2 separate regions of the Mus musculus genome follow, and region 1 is linked to region 2. A link is a contact called in public HiChIP or PLAC-seq data. All regions are on one chromosome and are shown on one strand. The core of a region is the stretch at or near the end of the contact, and the rest is flanking DNA. Distances in the headings are between cores, read along the strand shown.

Region 1 (3,707 bases), core at 461-2,960, 120 kb before region 2:
AGTCTCTAGACACCTTTTCAATTCACACTGTATCATTTGATGATATTCGTTAGGGAAATTAAAGCAAATTATAAAATAATGCATTTTACTTGAAAAAGAGAACACTTGGGGATCAATATCTTTCTCTTTAAGACAGGGTCTTGCTACAGCTCAGTCTGACTTGGAATCAAGGTCCTCTTTCCTTAGGGGACTAGGGGTGTGTATCTATCTCAGCTAGCTCTACTTAGGGGTCTTTAAAGCATATGTTAAACCACTAGACTTAATTACAAAAAAAAAAAAAACTAAAATTGAATTAATGTAGAATTTAGGTAAATACACTTCCCACCCCTGAGGAAGGAACGGTGAGGATACAAATTTCTTCAAATATAATCCCACTGTCTTCTCTTGGTAATCCCAGTTTTAAAAATGAGTGCTAGAGAATCAGATTCTGAGATTTCTACACTTTCGATCCATTTTAAGGATTATTCCAAAGGCCGAAGGCCACTTTGTAACCTAAAGTTAGTTGAAAAATGCAGGAGTTACAAAAACCTTAAATGGTGTACAAGAATTTCGAGAAAGGAGGAGTCATGGCTATCTTCAGAATCTCAAGGAAGTCTATATTTTTAGCGTCGTTAATAAGCATTCTGCATTAGTATTACAGTCAAGTAAAGTGGCAAAACTGTGTATATATGTGGGGGGTTAGGGGTGCATTTAAACAATGCAAGCAGCACTGCTAAATGTCTAAATAAAATGCATCCTTTCATCCAATGACCCAGATCCTGATATTGGCCTTATAATCCGAATGTCTTCTGATTTAGAATGAGGAAAAGGAGTTCTATCCCCTACCCTACCCCCAAAATTTAATCTTTGACCGACCCTTCGCATCCGGTCAAGTTCTGAACCGGAGAAGGGCAGGAGCTCGCGTACCTGGGCGCCGGTTCGATTAAGGTGGTAGTGTCCAGGTAGTGGATCTTGTAGAACTCTAACAAGGCCGGCAAATGGTCAAACTCCTGGTCCCCGATCTTAAAGCGGCGGTTGGGCAGGGAGTTGATGATGTAGTGCGAGACACGCGAGTTCTCGGACACGGACAGTACATAGTCCCCGGGGCAGGTAGATGAGTCCCGGACTAGGAACATGCCATGGCGCTGGCCTTGGAGACGAGTCTGCGCCTCCTGGCGAGTCACTGGCCCCATGTACCAGGCAGAGCGGTCTGAAGAATCAAACCTGGCGGAGGACATGGTGTTGGGCTCGGGGATGGGCGGCGTCTGCGGCTCTCTTGCTTGGGAAGCCTTTACCCGCTGTCGGCTTTGGGGTCGAGGAAGGGCCTCTCAGAACACTTCGAGGAACAATCAGAGGGCTTGGTCAGGACGTTCCTCTAGGCTCCGGGCCCCGCAGCATCCTCCGCCACCGCCCTCCTGCACCGGGCCGCCTCACGGAGAGCCGGTCCGGGAACACTGGGCAAAGCCCCGGGGTCGAGGTGGGCGAAGCTGAGCAGTAGCGGAGGCCGCCTCGGGCTTCTCAGCTGGCCGGAGTACAGGGGAGGCTCCAGTGACTTCTGTCCTGGAACCCGCCGCCGGCTCCACAGCCTCAAGAGCCTGCACCGATCCCCGCGGTCACACGAAGCACCGCACTCCAACAAGAGTCGCGCCTCCCGAGCAGTCTTACCCAGCCCGCTCCCAATAGCCACAGCAACAAAATGGCGGACGCGGGAGAAGCAGCCGGGCACCTCCCCCTTGGTCCAGCGCATTCAATCTGCGCACGCGCGGAGCTGGGCTCTACCCCCTCCACCGCGGAGGCCCTTCCTTTGACGTCACTGGGCGCTGCCAATCAGGAGTGCGTTCGCGAGGGTCCCAGCGTGAGCCACTCGCGCGGGCTCCCGCGTTCCGGGAGGAGGCAGAGGGTCAGGCCCTTCCTGGACCGCAAAGCAGCCGCCGAGAAGCTGCTGCTGTCAGGCTTCCCGGGCTTGGCAGGAAAACAGCTGGAGCCGAGAGGGAACAGCGTTTTGAAAACCTGTTTCTGTGAACAAAGCGTAGAGTGGTTGCTGAGTGTCCGGCCAAGAAGGCGTGGCCGTCAGATGATTGCGAGCCAGAAGGCCCTGGTAAATCAGGTGGCTCAGGAAGGGCATGACCTAGGGAGTGAGGTGACCATCAAATAGGTTACTGAATAACCTATCAAATAACGCCTGCCCTAGGTGATCCTCCTTGGTACACGTGGAATGATGGTGAAGATCAGTTTGACTAATACTTTACGAGGAGGACAGTGTGTTGGTGAGGATGACTGGACACTACCGGCTGTAAAGTGTAACAAGTGAAATGCAACACCTGTGTCTGGCCTGAAGCCTGTTGCTCTGCAACAGTTCATTTCCTGCCATTCCACGTTGCTCAGTTTCAGCTCTGCCTCCCTTGACATATTTCTCCCTCCAACCCGACTAGTACCTATTTATTTAATTATTTGTTTGGTTTTTTAGAGACGGGGTTTCTCTGTGTAGTCCTGGCTGTCCTGGAACTCACTTTGTAGACCAGGCTAGCCTCGAACTCAGAAATCCGCCTGCCTCTGCCTCCCAAGTGCTGGGATTAAAGGCATGCGCCACCACTGCCCGGCCTATCTATCTATCTATCTATCTATCTATCTATCTATCTATCAAGATAGGAATTCTCTGTGTGGCCCTGGCTGTCCTGGAACTAACTCTGACCACCAACAGGCTAGGATGAAATTTTAATACCACAGAATACTGTCTTATTTACCTATATTTTGCCTGCCTTAAATCCACATCTAGTCTTGAATGATCAGAAATTTGTTAAATGAATGACTATTGTGAAAAATCACCACAAAAACAGATGCTGGATTATTGGTCATAGCATTCCCAAATTAGATAAACAGGAAGGCATGTCCCAAGCCAGTGGTGGTGACACATACCAATAATCCCATCACTAGGAGATGGAGGCAGGAGGATCATGAGTTCAAGGCAGCTGAGCTCTATGAAACCCAACAAAAATGGGGAGGAAGTTAGGGGAGGGAGAAATCTCAAAAGTGAGGAATACAGGAGAACTCCTACTTAGATCTCTATCACTAAAGTCTTGTTCTGGCCGTTTACATTTCCCATGTTTAGCAATTCTTAGATTGTAGGGTAATAACTGGTGATTCCATCCCAGTGGTAAGTAAGCGAAGGGGAAAATGTCAAGGTCTAGTGCCTTTTTGTAACTTGGCATAACCAGAGATGCTTCATGGGGGCTAGGAAGATGTCTCAGGAAGTAAGCTCTTGCCAGCCAAGCCTAAACACCTGAATTGGATCCCTGGGTCTGAAGATGGAAGGACAATCAACTTAAGGTGTCCTCTAAAATTCTGTGTAGAGTGGTAATACACATGCCTGCACTCACACAACACACACATAAATAAAAACATGCTTTCATATTGCTCTAGTCGCAAGTGAAATTTGTATAGCTCAGATATTTAATTTGACTGAGTTCAACTCATGGTTGAAGTTCAAATCAGTGACTAGATGGGCTATTCAGTCATTCTGTGCCTCACCATGAGACCTCCAGGACTTATCTTCTAGCCAGCTCTGGTGGTGCATGTATAATCCCAGCTCTCTTGTGGCAGAGGCAGGATTCAATTAGTTCCAAGTTTGAGGCCATCCTGGTCTATATATTAACACACAGGCCAGTGGTGGTACATTAAAAATACCCTGCCACAAAAAGAAGAAAAAATAACACAGGCTTATGATCTTA
Region 2 (3,720 bases), core at 293-2,792:
ACAGACAAGTGCATATGCACAAATAAAAAAACTTAATGGAAGCCTTTTTATGATTACAGTTAAAAATTTCCTTGGCTAAAACAGTAGTTACAATAATGTTAAAGAACAAAAGAAAAGCCAACTTGAATTAATGTAGGTTCAAGGAGACTAGTCTGAGCCCAAATAGAAAAGATGTTCTTCATCTTATCCTGGAACTCAGAACACATTCTGGTTTGGTTAGGTTGGGTTGGGTTGGGTTGGTTCTGAAGGGTAAGCATCATATACCCTGTTCCTGAAGGTATGTCCAAAAGCCATAAGCCATAATTTTCATTATTCTCTTCTTAGAGAAAGGAAAAAATGTAGTTATTTTATGCATTGAAAATTAACGATCTGACAGATAAATCTTTCTATATTGCTCATCAGTTTCATTAAAAAAAAATTAAGGCATTTAAAAATACCTGTAAGTTGTGTATGCGTTCAAATTGCTGTCTTTGAATTAAAGTGCTATAATTTTAAGATATTCATCAAAATTTTGTTTTCATGGGAACATCATATAGTGTATTCTTGAGAGTTGCATGGATTGGAGTTGGCCTTTTTGTATATGTGTCATAAAGAACACCATTTCCTACTGTGATCTCTCCAGATCCAAACAGAACAAGCAAGAAGGGAAACCTTTTTATGTTAAAATAACTTCAAACTTACAGAAGAATTGAAAGAATAGAGTAGCAGAGCAGCCACTGTGTTCCCTTTACTGTTGTGTGCGTGTGTGGTGTGATGTGGTGTGTGTGTGTCACGGTGTGGTATGTGTGTGTGTGGTGTGTGTATGTGTGTGGTGTGGTGTGGTGTGTGTGTGTGGTATGGTATGTGGTGTGGTATGATATGTGTGTGGTGTGGTGTGGTATGGTGTGGTATATGTGTGGGGTGTGTTGGTGTGTGTGTCGTGTGGTATGGTGTATGTGCGTGTGTATGTGTGGTGTGTGTGTATGATGTGATGTGGTGCACATGGGGGGGTACATGTATATGTATCAACATATGTACACGTTTTCTGGGCATTTTGAGGTTAGATCTCTTACATTCCTCTAACCTTTAATAGTAATGCTTAGGTGGAAACTTCCTCTAGAACAAGAATATTCTCATTCTTAATCACTAGACAATTATCTAATTTGAAAAGAAATTGATTTTGTGCCCTAGGGTGATAGATACCCAGGGGCTACAAGTGCTGGAATTTCAATCTTGTGCTGCCATGCCCAGTTTCCAGTATAAAGTATCAAAGGTATAATAATCTTGTCTCTTAAAATTCAAATTCCATTTTTGTCAGTTGTACCAATATTAATATTAAACTAAACATTAAACTAAATTTTAAAGAATATTAAACTAAATTTTAAAAATAACATATTCTTTTCTCAATAAAGGAACCAATTGTTTAGCTCTAAGCATTAAAAATAAAAATTTATAATTGGCAAAAAATGTTAGAAACCAAACTTACCTCTGTACCTCTGAGCAGTGGTGTGGCAGAGATGAGACCAGAGAAGGTCAGCAGCAGGTTTCAATGTGAACTTTGGTGCTGGGCTGTTGTGTGTTTTCCAAAGCAAATATGTCCTAACTCAAACACCACTCAAGTAGCTTTGTCAGCAGAACCCTTTCAGCTCACTTTGATCACTTAGGGACAAGCTACTTCCAAACTACAGTTCTGTGTGGCTGCTGTGTGGCTGTTGAGTGTTCCTATCTGTGTCAGCACGTCTGCACCATCTTGTTCAGCACATCTCGCTGAAGTTATGCATACCTGAGGCACTGTTCAGTGTCCTGGGAGCCATGTCTTCCCCTGCTGGGTCTCCGTCTGTGTGAAGGCTGCTACACAATAGATGGAGTTACCTTAAGTTCACGGGAAGCTTTTTCCTCACTGAAAGGGGAAGGGGAAAGTTAAGGTTGGTGACTTAGGAAATGCATAAATTGGTGTAGACCTTTGGAGTTGTTTGTTTGTTTGTTTGTTTTCAAGACGGGTTTCTCAGTGTAGCCCTGGCTGTCACTATGTAGACCAGACTGGCTTTGAACTCACAAGAGATCTGCCTGTCTCTGCCTCCTGAGTGTTGAAATTGAAGGCATGTACCACTATGTCTTGCCCTCAAAAACTTTTAAAATGTTGTTTTTACTGTCATTCCTCAGCATATAGTTACCAAATTAATATATCTTTGGATTATATTGTACTAAGTTGTATCTGTGTGAGAGTGTATATATGTGTCTTTGTGCGTGTGTGTGTCTGAAAGAGAATGTGTGTGTGAGAGAGTGTGTGTGTGTTTGTATGAGAGAGTGTGTGTGCATGTATGTGTGTATAAGTGAGAGAGAGGGAGGGAGAGAATGTGTGTGTGTGTGTGTGTGTGTGTGTGTGTGTGTGTGTGTGTGTGTGTGTGTGTTAACTCCACATACATCTCTACCAGGAGCAGCATCGAGTTGCTCAGAGAGACTCTCCAGTCTATTAGGGACTGCTTTGCAGCTTCAGCCCTAGCAGGCTCTGAGCCCTTGGTACTTAAATGCTGTTTCTCTTTGGTGCATCTTCCTTGCAGAGCAGTATGTGGGTGTCACTTGGATGTCACTTTTCTGTCTTAGGAAACCATATTGAGCACCTTGACTGAAACTATAGTTAGCATTCTCTCCTGTAAAGAAAAAATGCTGGATGTGGTATGTTAGGTACTTTTGCTGTGGTATGTTACAGGAGAAAGGGTTAATAGGACTTAAGTTTGCAGAGGGTTAGAGTCTGTGATGGTAGAGTGAAGGCATGACCACAGGAACTTCAAGAGTTCACATGAACTACAAGCAGGAGGCAAGGGCACACTGGGAGTGGGCCAAGTCTTTTGAAATGTCAAACACCACCCAAAATACACACCTCCTAGTCCTTGACAAACAGTTCCACAGCTAGGGACCAAGTTTTCACACATATGAGCCTCTTATTCAGACACCACAGATGACTCAAACTACTGCTCTGGCAGAGTACTCAGGCTCAATTCCCAGTACCATATCAAGTGACTCATGACTGCTTGAAATTCCAACTTGAGGGGCTCTGCTACCTCTGGCCTTCAAGAGCACCTGCACTCAAATGCAGAAATGCTCACACATGCACATAATTTTAAAAATAGAATTTAAAAAATAATTTTTAAAATATGCTTGTTATGTAAGGGAGCTGTAAAACTGAACTCAGAATAGTGACCAACACACAGTAAATGCCCAGAAATGTTACCCATTCTCAGTTACTGAACCTGTGTGTACACGTTCACAGAGAAAACCAGGGAGGAGGCAGGAGGCACAGCTCCATTTTGTGCTTCTTTCTATTGCTGTGATAAACATCATGGCCAAAACAATAGAAAGAGGAATTTATCTGAATTTACAGTACAGTAGGGATAAGATCTACTCATGGCAGGAAGCAACAGCTGTGGCTGGAGTTGTTGAGAATTCACATCTTGAACTACAAACAGAAAACAGACCAAACTCAAAATGGCAGTTTTTTAAACTCTCAAAGCCTGCCTCCAGTATCATCACTCCTCCAGCAAGACCACTCCACCTCACCAAACACTGCCATCACCGAGGGTAGGGAGGCACAGAAAAGGACACCCGTCCCACTCAAAAGTATGTAACTGACTTCTTGGCTAGAATTGGGTTGAATTGAAATTTTTTTGTTTGTTTTTGTTTTATATTGGATATTTTTTATTGGATATTTTCTTTATTTACATTTCAAATGTTATCCCCTTT

The links. HiChIP or PLAC-seq counts read pairs in DNA pulled down with a chosen protein or histone mark.
Region 1: an H3K4me3 HiChIP or PLAC-seq map of embryonic stem cells shows a contact between it and region 2, with 16 read pairs. The contact joins the promoter of Crkl here to the promoter of Serpind1 in region 2. A contact is called at or near these places in 3 of 484 Hi-C or Micro-C datasets (liver and pancreatic cancer cells), 3 of 115 datasets of contacts at active chromatin or transcription factors (bone marrow-derived macrophages and embryonic stem cells) and 1 of 9 other capture datasets (pancreatic islet).

The regions. Positions count from the first base shown.
Region 1 is chr16:17,449,988-17,453,694 of GRCm38.p6, reverse strand. Crkl (v-crk avian sarcoma virus CT10 oncogene homolog-like) reads right to left here and starts at 1,710. Exons shown (of 3, transcript NM_007764.5): 1 at 907-1,710. The coding sequence starts at 1,217.
Region 2 is chr16:17,329,193-17,332,912 of GRCm38.p6, reverse strand. It overlaps Serpind1 (serine (or cysteine) peptidase inhibitor, clade D, member 1), which reads right to left and starts at 1,542. Exons shown (of 5, transcript NM_008223.4): 1 at 1,466-1,542. All of the region lies in intron 19 of Pi4ka (phosphatidylinositol 4-kinase alpha), which reads left to right.